Linked DNA regions of Sus scrofa: regions 1 and 2 are each linked to region 3. A link is a contact called in public HiChIP or PLAC-seq data. All regions are on one chromosome and are shown on one strand. Each heading gives the region's core, a stretch centred on a gene start, on an enhancer-like site or on the middle of the called end of the contact. The rest is flanking DNA. Distances are from core to core; before and after follow the strand shown. Region 1 overlaps CRYZL1 (crystallin zeta like 1). Region 2 holds the start of DONSON (protein downstream neighbor of Son). Region 3 overlaps IFNAR1 (interferon (alpha, beta and omega) receptor 1).

What was found. HiChIP or PLAC-seq counts read pairs in DNA pulled down with a chosen protein or histone mark.
Region 1: a contact with region 3 is called in an H3K27ac HiChIP or PLAC-seq map of alveolar macrophages. The contact joins two enhancer-like sites. A contact is called at or near these places in 2 of 47 Hi-C or Micro-C datasets (embryonic fibroblasts and retroperitoneal adipose tissue) and 1 of 2 datasets of contacts at active chromatin or transcription factors (alveolar macrophages).
Region 2: a contact with region 3 is called in an H3K27ac HiChIP or PLAC-seq map of alveolar macrophages. The contact joins the promoter of DONSON here to the enhancer-like site in region 3. A contact is called at or near these places in 5 of 47 Hi-C or Micro-C datasets (embryonic fibroblasts, epiblast stem cells, heart right ventricle and 2 more) and 1 of 2 datasets of contacts at active chromatin or transcription factors (alveolar macrophages).

Annotation. Positions count from the first base shown.
Region 1 is chr13:197,226,894-197,230,004 of Sscrofa11.1, forward strand. CRYZL1 (crystallin zeta like 1) reads right to left here. Exons shown (of 13, transcript NM_001098596.1): 5 at 151-195. Among named protein-coding and RNA genes, the nearest start is that of CRYZL1, 20 kb to the right of the region's middle. Within about 2 kb of position 1,383, at least 3 of the 83 cell types and tissues checked have an H3K27ac peak or open chromatin away from gene starts, as enhancers often do. A contact at or near this core is called in alveolar macrophages, where this site is marked.
Region 2 is chr13:197,202,947-197,206,440 of Sscrofa11.1, forward strand. DONSON (protein downstream neighbor of Son) reads right to left here and starts at 1,297. Exons shown (of 10, transcript XM_013990191.2): 1 at 479-1,297. The coding sequence starts at 787. CRYZL1 (crystallin zeta like 1) reads right to left here. Exons shown (of 13, transcript NM_001098596.1): 12 at 2,548-2,593; 13 at 1,527-1,996. The coding sequence ends at 1,897.
Region 3 is chr13:196,943,464-196,946,841 of Sscrofa11.1, forward strand. IFNAR1 (interferon (alpha, beta and omega) receptor 1) reads left to right here. Exons shown (of 11, transcript NM_213772.1): 8 at 66-223; 9 at 2,295-2,445. Among named protein-coding and RNA genes, the nearest start is that of IFNAR1, 19 kb to the left of the region's middle. Within about 2 kb of position 1,383, at least 2 of the 83 cell types and tissues checked have an H3K27ac peak or open chromatin away from gene starts, as enhancers often do. A contact at or near this core is called in alveolar macrophages, where this site is marked.

The sequences.
Region 1 (3,111 bases), core at 133-2,632, 280 kb after region 3:
AATGGATATTTGAGAGTAAATGCCAAAACTCGAGTAAGTACTTTTATATGACACAAGGTTGCAATAAACATTAACAACTGCATAGCAAAAAGGAAGAGACAACAGTAAAACAGAGGGCTTGAAATAGGACTAATACAACCTGTAACTTACCAACTACTTCATCATCTGGTTCGAAGAATGATACCTTGCTTCCAACTAAAGAGTGGAGAAAATTAATCATCAGTATTATCAGGTTATTAAATATAACCTATTAAAAATTTTTTTTGGTCCTTTATCCTTTTAGGGCCGCACCCATGGCATATGGAGTTTCCCAGGCTAGGAGTCTAATCGGAGCTGCAGCCGCCGGCCTACGCCAGAGCCACAGCAACACCAGATCCGAGCCATGTCTGCAATCAACAGCACAGCTCATGGCAACACCGGATCCTTAACCCACTGAGCGAGGTCAAGGATTGAACCCGTAACCTCATGGTTCCTAGTTGGATTTGTTTCCGCTGTGCTGTGACGGGAACTCCTAAAATAAATTTTAAAAGCTACGGACTGATAAAAAGTCACTAAGTCAGAGACAAGGTCAAGAACTCCTAGGACATTTTGATAGCCTCTAAGGACAAGATGGAACACTTCAAATCTGGATTCTTTACAAAATCTGGGTCATGTGGTTGTGGATATCTTGGAGAAGGATGTCTCTCTGTTTAGCTAAGGATGAAGGAAAAAAGGAAAATAACCCAGTCCATAGCTCTTACGATAATTACACTGGATACCTAGGGTTCCCCACCTCCTGTGGCTACTCTAGCCCATCATTATTTTAGTGGCAGAATTTCAGATGCACAATGGGGAATTCTGGTTAGAGATCCATACAAAATTACTTCAATTTGGGATTACAAAAATAAATTCAGAATTGTGCCAAGAAATCTGGGGCACTATACAGAAGGGATAGTTACGAGAAAAGGTCTCCATCATCAGTCAGTTCTTTAGAATATTTCTGTTCTGATAGTTACAGTCGGAAATAGGAGTAAAAAAACCAAACCTCCTTGAATGCCTACTTGTGCCAGAATTTTAGCACATGATCACATTTAATCTTCAAAGCATACTTATTGAGCAGATATTACTATTCTTTTTTTTTTTTTTTTTTTTTTTTTTTTTTTTTTTTTTTTTTTTTTTAGGGTCACACCTGTGGCATATGGAGGTTCCCAGGATAGGAAACCTAGAGCTAGGAAACCAGGAGCTACAGCTGCCCGGCCTATGCCACAGCAATGTCAGATCCTCAACTCACTGAACGAGACCAGGGATCGAACCTTCAACCTCATGGTTCATAGTTGGACTCACTTCCGCTGTGTCATGACGGGAACGCCCAGACATTACTGTTCTTGTTTAACGGATGAGGAAGCTGAGGTGGAGCAGGGAAGTGAGCGAGAAGCCTGCTGCATAAAAGTGGCCTCTCTGGCCCTGGCAACCAAAAGGCCCCAGTTTGCTGCTGCTTTGCATTCCTCCTGTGCCATCATCCCCAATACTTTTTGCTTCGGTACTTTACTCTTTCCCTTCTGCTGAGGATTCCTGTCTTCCTGAAATCACTCTGATCCTTTCTTTTTGGCTTGCTTCATTTTTAATTGTCCTTCAAACAGTGGCACTGACAAAGGTTCTATGCTGTCTGTACAGCTCTTTCACTTCTCTCTCCCTGAATGAGCTCATCAACTTGCTATTATTTTATTTAATTTATTTATTTATTTTTGTCTTTTGTCTTCCTAGGGCCATACCCGTGGCATATGGAGCTTTCCAGGCTAAGGGTCCATTTGGAGCTACAGCTGCCAGCTTACGCCACAGCCACAGCAATGCCAGATCCGAGCCATGTCTGTGACCTACACCAAGCTCACGGCAACACCAGATCCTTAACCCACTGAGCAAGGCCAGGGATCGAACCCGCAACCTCCTGGTTCCTAGTCAGATTTGTTTCCACTGCACCAATCCAACTTTCTATTATTTTAAATACAACCTGTAAACTGACAACTTTCAAATCGATGTATTTCCAGCCTAGATCACTCACCTCTGAGCTGAAAGTTACTAGATATTTCCAGGGGGATACCACTTAGCCACTCTGAATGCAAGTATAAATCCTAAACTCAGGGTCTTTCTCCAAATCAGATCCCCTTCCCTTATCCATGTGGCAGCAATTCATAGCTTAACCAGAATCTTGTAAACCATTCCTGGCTTTGACCTGTTTTAGATTAACCTGGTCCAGTCAATTATTAAGTTCTGCTGATACTGCACTGTCAGTGTGTCTTGGATCCATTCGCCACCTCTGCCACCACTGTCTCCACTAAGTTCTGGGCTTTGCCATTTTGCGCCTATTGGTCTACAACCCAAACAGTCCTCTTGCCTACAGCCTGCTTTGCCTCCCTTTTGAAGCTGCCCTTTCAATGGCCACTCTAATACTCTCTCTACAACCAAATCTGAGATATGAGCTCAGCATGGATCTGGCCCTCGCCTACCCTCTTGCCTAATTTTGGGGCAGGGAAGGAATCAGCATTCATATCGTTAAAATACTTTGTTCAGTATCTTCTCTAATGACTCTGAGTAGAATTTTGAGGGAGAATTTTCTTGACAAAATGTTTTTCTGCTGCCAAGTACCTTGCCTATGACTCCTGCCTAGAACTTAATTTTGTTCCAGCAACACCAAACTCTGTAATTCTTATATATATCACATTATTACTTGCTTTTGTGTCTTTGCTCAAGAGATCTTCTCTGCTGAGTGTGATTTTCCTCCTGAGGCCCCTTTCAGTCTGGGTGACTTCCTCCGAGAACCTTTCCCAACCTTCTGGCTGGGTGGGCACCTCTCCTTGGAGCTTTCAGAATAATCTGCTCATGCCTGTATATCTCTGTCTCTACCCCAGATTGTGAACTCTTGCAGGGCAGGGACTTTGTCTTATTTATCTTCACATCCTAAGCACTTAGCAAGTCTTCATTAAATGAGGAATAAGTGAATGATTGATTGATTGGTTATCTTCTGGCTGTTTTACTTCTTACTTTTATTTTTTTTACAATCTAAGCAGAAGAAAGGAGAGGGAATGAAATTATGACTTAGCTATGTTAGAAGACTATACTGAGAAAGAGAATCAA
Region 2 (3,494 bases), core at 47-2,546, 260 kb after region 3:
AATTCTGACTCCATGAATCCTCAGTATTCCTTCAACTGCAGGATCATTTTGAGCACGTGAAAAGGGAAGCCCAGAATCACGCTGGGAAGAGCGTCTCGTAACCTTCCCAGCACACAGCGGCCCTCCCGGAGTTGTTCTAGGATTGTTCCGCGCTCTCTCCCCCGGTCTCTAACCCCCGACGGGACGGTTGCAGCCCAAACTCCCCGGGCCGGGCTCCGGACTGGACCGAGGGAATGGGGTCCTCTCCTCAGGACCCGCGGGCGCCGCACGTCCCGCGGCGGCTGGCGGAGCGCACTTCACGCCCCCCGGACCTGGCAGAGCAGCCGCCTCCCAAGTTTAGGGCTCCCTGGGCGGCGGGCGGCTGGCACTTGGCGCCCATTTCCCTCCTGGAACGCGAGAACTCGCCACCCCTACCTCACAGCCGAGTCGACCCACAAAGTACAAGAGCCCCTCGGCCCCCAGGCACGAAGACACTCACCGGGCCCGGTGCCTCCTGCTGGCTGCGGGGCGGCCCGTCGGGAGGCTCGGAGGCGGCCCGCGGCCGGTTGTCCAGTCGAGCGAAGGGGTTTCTTCGGGCCGCGGCCGGGGCGCCGCCGCCTCTGCTCGCCGCCGCCGGGAAGGGGCGGAGAGGCAGCCCGGCCGCCAGGGCCGCGCGGCGGGTCGTCTGCTCAGGCCGCTCCTTGGGCGGGGGAGCAGCTCCAAGGCTCCGGCCCCTTTTCCGTCGGAGCCGCAAGGTCTCGGGCGGCCTTTTGAAACTGGGCGAGTAGCCGGGAACTGACAGAGCCATGACGCGCGGCGAAGGCCGAGGAAGGGGAACCCGCAGCCCGGTAGGCGCTTCCCGCGCGCGCCAGCCCCGCCCCACTACGCGGCCCCGCCCCCGAGGCTCCTCGCGGCGCGTGCGCCGTCAGGCGCTCACGAGGCCCCGCCCCCGGCTTGCGCCTCCGGGGCTTCGGGTGCTCCAGTGCCCAGCGCTTCCCGGGACGCCGCCTTGGCGCTCCTTCCTGCTCCGAGGATGCAGTCGGGTCGCCGGGTGCTAAGTGGCTGGGAAGCGCGCGGTCCAAGGCACCGGAATAGCCGAGCACTATTTAAATCCGAAGCAGGGTGTGATGAGCCCCGGGCAGGGCGCCAGGATGAAAAGGAAACGTCACACTTGAGCTCGCCTCGATAAGCTTTCGGAAGTGCAGTGTTCAGGTCCAGAGCTGGAAAGAGTGGCCTGGGCCTCCTCCCCCAACCCCCCAAAACGGAGAACCCGGATAGGAAATCAGCACGCTGGCTGTGCAAGCGTAGCCTCCCGGCCCCCTTCCCAAGCATCGCCACTGCAGCCTTCCACGCAAACACTGCAGTAGCCGCAGGCGAGTTATTGTGATGGTCCTGATGGATCCTGAGGAAACCCTGGAGTGAATGAATATTTGAAAAAAAAAATTAAGTTGCTATGGGCTAGATCCTTTCAGGCTTGAAGATATATTCAAATGATTAGGTTAGGACAGCAAAGGCTTGTTAAAGAAGGAAGGTATTGAGAAGAGAGTGTAATACAAAAGTAATGTTATTTTGATACAGCAGGAGATTCCAACAGCTTTATAGATAGTAGCATGGCTTCTGCTTAAAGCAGTTTTCATCATGGAAAGAATTTTAGAAGAGGCAAATATATAGAAACAATAACTAAAAAGCCTTTTAGAATATTCCCTTTAGATGCTAATTTTAGAATTGTCTTGAGTATTTTTTCAAGTACTTCTCAAATACTTCAAATAACCCTGAGCATCTTGTCTCAGCAGGAAATATGCTTAAAAAATGTAAAAACTTGCTTTTATCTTCCTTAACTTTTCCCAATTTCCAAGGCAACTCAGGCTTCAAATACTGGAATAGGCTCATCCAACTGAGGTCTGAGAAAGAACAAAATTAAAATTGAACAACTTGCTTCTTTCTTCGTTGATTTTTCTGAACAACTTCCATGGTAACTTTTGCCTCGTATAGTGGAATAGGTTCATCCAATTGAGGTCTGAGGAAGAATGAAATTATTAGAAATGTCAGGTCTAGTTAAGGATGAGTAGAGTACATAGAATGGTAGTTGACAACTGCTATAGTTCCACTCTATTACTTTAAATAAACTTGTCTATTAATATTTCCATTGTTAAATTTTTAAGTGGTTAAATTTTGAAGGGGGAAAATAGCTATTTAATCCACTCCCTCTTTTTTGATAAACAGATCCAACTAAGAAACAAATAACAAAACAGTACTTTTCCCTCCTGCCAAGTTGTGGGTTATTTCAAGTTGCTTTGGGAGAGGTGATGAAGGCGAGTAAGGGGTGAGGTACAGTATGGAAGGGAGGAAGGAAAACTCACAAACCACTTGTATCTTAGGGAATACTTACTGGTGTATCATAAGATATGCTTTGAGAAATATTAAAGAGCAGCTATTTATCTAAACAAAATAGCAAAATATGGAGGTGACAGGTATACTAAGAAAGCTGAAACAAAAATGGGAATGCCCATTTTAACTGCCGAGGATAAAAAAATTAACTAGAACAATGAAGCTGGTCATTTAGCATACCTAAAAACACCAGTTGATAACTTCTCCATCACATCTTTTAAGATACGTAGCTGGAAAGACTGTTAAGGTGGCAACGCAAAGAAGAGAGGAGTAAATCAAAACCATTTGATAAGCAGAGGGTATTAGGTAGGTCACCTATGTTGTTCTTTTTCCTTTTTTTGGCCGCCTGTGGCAAATGGAGTTCCAGAGCCAGGAATCAGATTGGAACCGCACTTGCGACCTAAGCCACAGCTGCAGCAATGCCAGATCCTTAACCCACTGTGCCGGGCTGGGGATCGAACCTGCATCCCAGCACTCTCAAGACGTTTCGCCACAAGGGGAACTCCTGTTGTTGTTGAACAGAAATGCTGTAAGCTGTCAAATTTACCTCTAAAACAGGAAAATGGGGGAACTGATTTGAGCAAGGTGGTGACATAATAAATAGAGCCCATACTTCTAGGGCCACGTGATGAGAGAAGCAAGCCTAATGCCCATCCTAAGTAATGACTAGTGTTATCCCAAATGGATACTAACAGAACTGGGTCAGGGGTTCATTTTAGCACTTCGAATGGTATTTTTAGTTAAAAACAATTTTAGCACTTGCCTCTCTTACTTTGGGTGCACATTTATTATTAAGCCAGATGATAATATATATGCAGGAAAGTTAATAATCTGTAGGTGGGTGTAACATATGCTACGAAGAGAACTAAAGGAGTGTAAACTTAAAACCTCTAGTCATTTAATTAAAATTCTAATATTAGGACTGAGAGTCTCTATAAACTGATAGCACAGGAGTTATTTTATGGTGTATAATCACACATTTGGAATCCCGCACTATGTTAAATCTCAAGTAGCAACTGGCTCATGTGTGATGACACTGAGGGGGGTTTGCACAACCGAGGACTCAAGTCTCATTTAGGACTTTAGAATTCAGGACATTAGAAAATACAAATTAGAAAACATGAACA
Region 3 (3,378 bases), core at 133-2,632:
TCTTTTTTTTTAAAAACAAAAAGGTGGTCTAATTTGAACTTTGTGTCTTTACACATTTCTCCTAGCTATCCTGTTTCCTCCCGTCATCAACATGAAACCCATAAATGATGCTTCACTGCGTGTCGGTATCGGTGCTCCGAAAGAATCTGAGGACAAGTCTGTGAACCAGCTTTACCCACTAATTTATGAAGTTATTTTTAGAGAAAACACTTCAGATACTGAGGTATCATAAAGACTGTGTGGTATACGCTTGTAATTCAGAGTTACAACTGTGATTTGGGTAAACACAGCTCAAAGTTAAGATTTTAGGGAAATTTTTAAACTTGAAGGCTATGTGAGGAGTTCCCGTTGTGGCTCAGCGGGTTAAGAACCCCACATCGTGTCCGTGAGGACACGGGTCTGATCCCTGTCCTTGTTCCGTGGCTTAAGGATGCAGCGTTGCCATGAGCTATGGTGTAGGTTGCAGACACGGCTCGGAGCTGGCGTTGCTGTGGCTGTGTAACCTTCGGCAAAGTGCTTGCCCTCTGAGGCTGTTTGAATACTCATTGCATATCAGGTACTATGCTAAGTATTTTATATGAATGGTCCCAATCATTCTTTAAAACAACCCTGCCGGTTTGATCTGTTAAATTGCTCTTCTGCAAATTCGTAGAATGGAGTGTTCCTTTCTGCTTCACGGATGCCAGGCTGTAGACAGTGGACCGTGACGTGCACCTGTGTGGCTTGTTTCTGTGCTTCTCCCATTTGCCGAGAGGAAAGGAAGCACCAGGTCTCTGGTCCAGGGCAGAGGAGAGACTGTGGAGCAGACCTGAACTTGACCCACAGTCTCAGCGAGGGCTCCCCAGCCCACTGGGACACTCACCAGGGAGAAAAATAAATATGTTGTGAGCCGCAGGCTGTTTTGTTACACAACATTTCCCAACATTATTTTGTTGTAATGTTTTCTTACACAACGTTATTGTGGCAATAGCTGACTAATACAAACAAGAAGTCATAGTTGTCCTTATTGTACAGACCTGGAAATAGGGCCCAGAGGAATTAAATACCTCGCATAAAGCCTCTTAGCTCTAAATGATATTTTGATTCAGGCAGTTTGAGGCCAGAACCCCTGCTCTTAATTATTCTGCCACTAAGCAGAGGGAATACAATGGCAATCAAACCAAATCAGGGGTTCCCATTGTGGCTCAGGAGAAACGAATCCGATGAGGAGTCATGAGGTTGCAGGTTCGACCCCTGGCTCGCTCAGTGTGTTAAGAATCTGGCATTGCCATGAGCTGTGATGTAGTTGGCAGATGCAGCTTGGATCCTCTGATGCTGTGGCTGTGGCATAGGCCGGTGGCTGCAGCTCTGATTTGACCCCTAGCCTGGGAACTTCCATATGCAGTGGGTGTGGCCTTAAAATGAAGAAGAAAAAAAACACACACAAATGAGCGTGTTACTGATAAACAAGCTGTCTTAGGAAATGCTGTATTCTTTTTTTTACAGTAGCTTTTTTTTTTCTACCATCTTCATGGTATGGGGGTGTTCCTGGGCTGGGAATCAAACCCTCACCACAGCAGTGACCCAGGCTACTAGAGTGACAAGGCCGGATCCTTGCACCACAAGGGATCGCCAGCATTTTTAACTTTTTTTTTTTTTTAGTCTTTTTACTATTTCTTTGGGCCGCTCCCGCGGCATATGGAGGTTCCCAGGCTAGGGGTCGAATCGAGCTGTAGCCACTGCCCTACGTCAGAGCCACAGCAATGCGGGATCCAAGCCGCGTCTGCGACCTACACCACAGCTCACGGCAACGCCGGATCGTTAACCCACTGAGCAAGGGCAGGGACCGAACCCGCAACCTCATGGTTCCTAGTTGGATTTGTTAACCACTGCGCCACGATGGGAACTCCCAGCATTTTTAACTTTTAAGTTTGGTTATCGTGTTGTCCAAAAAAATTTCTATGTCTTAAACATATAGCAACTAAGCATTTGGGAGAGGCCAATCTCAGATTGACTATTTAAAGAATTCAGAAAATTGGGAATTCCCCGTCATGGTACAGTGGAAACAAATCCAACAGGAACCATGAGGTTGTAGGTTCGATCCCTGGCCTCGCTCAGTGGGTTGAGGATCGGCGTGGCTGGGGCTGTGGTGTAGGCCGGCAGCTGCAGCTCCACTGAGACCCTTAGCCTGGGAACCTCCATGTGTACGGGTGCACCCCTTCAAAAAAAAAAAAAAAAAAGAGAATTCAGAAAATAAATACTCGCTATATGATTTCACAGGTACTAAACGTTCTCAATGACTTATTTTTTTATAGAGAGACGTTCTAGAGAAGAGAACGGATTTTACTTTCTCTAACTTGAAACCACTGACTGTGTATTGTGTCAAAGCCAGAGCACTCATCGAGAATGACAGGTGGAATAGAAGCAGTGTTTTTAGTGACACTGTGTGCGAGAAAACCAAACCAGGTCAGAGCCTCTTGTCGTATCTTTTCTTTTTTCGTGTAATGAAACAATAAAATTGTGAAATACTTCCTTTTTACCATAAAAATAGAATATCTTCTCTGTGAGCTGTGTGTCAAAAGTGGACCTTTGCGCCAAGGCTGTCGATCGTTTTAGAAAATATTTTCGATACCTTCGTTCAGTGGTTCTTGCACGCTCTATATTTCACGCATATCCACATGATGGTCTTTCATTAAAATAGTTAATGATGGAGGTCCCGTCGTGGCCCAGTGGTTAACGAATCCGACTGGGAACCGTGAGGTTGCAGGTTCGATCCCTGGTCTCACTCAGTGGGTTGAGGATCCGGTGTTGCCACGAGCTGTGGCGTAGGTCGCAGACGAGGCTCGGATCCCGAGTTGCTGTGGCCCTGGTGTAGGCCTACAGCTACAACTCCAATTGGACCCCTAGCCTGGGAACCTCTATATGCCACGGGAGCAGCCCTTGAAAAGGCAAAAAGACACACACAAAAAGCTAATGATAATGATAATTTTCATATAATCCCTAATGTAATCGTCATGTGGAAATCCCTTAATTAGTCCAGTTGTGGGTTTTGGTGTGTGAGAAGGGTTTAGACCTGCTCTGTATGTGACGGTGCCTCGTGTTGACTTGGAACGCTCAGTCTCAGAGTGTTGGAAGCTGTGCTGGCTGGGTGTGACCGAGGCACTGGTGGACACTTTGCATGGGCAGAGCTCCCCATCAGTATCAAATCCTTCGGGGAGGGTGTCTTATTTCACTTCCCAGGCCACTCTTTAAATGCCAGTGCTATTGCTCACCGCTTTTGTATGTTCAGTGCTTCCAGCAGTGTTTCTAAGGGCAGTATTTTATGTCTCTTTCCTTTCGCATGGCTATATTTCGTTCACAAAAACTGTCAGCCTTCTTCAGGGATGTGTGTGTCAGAAC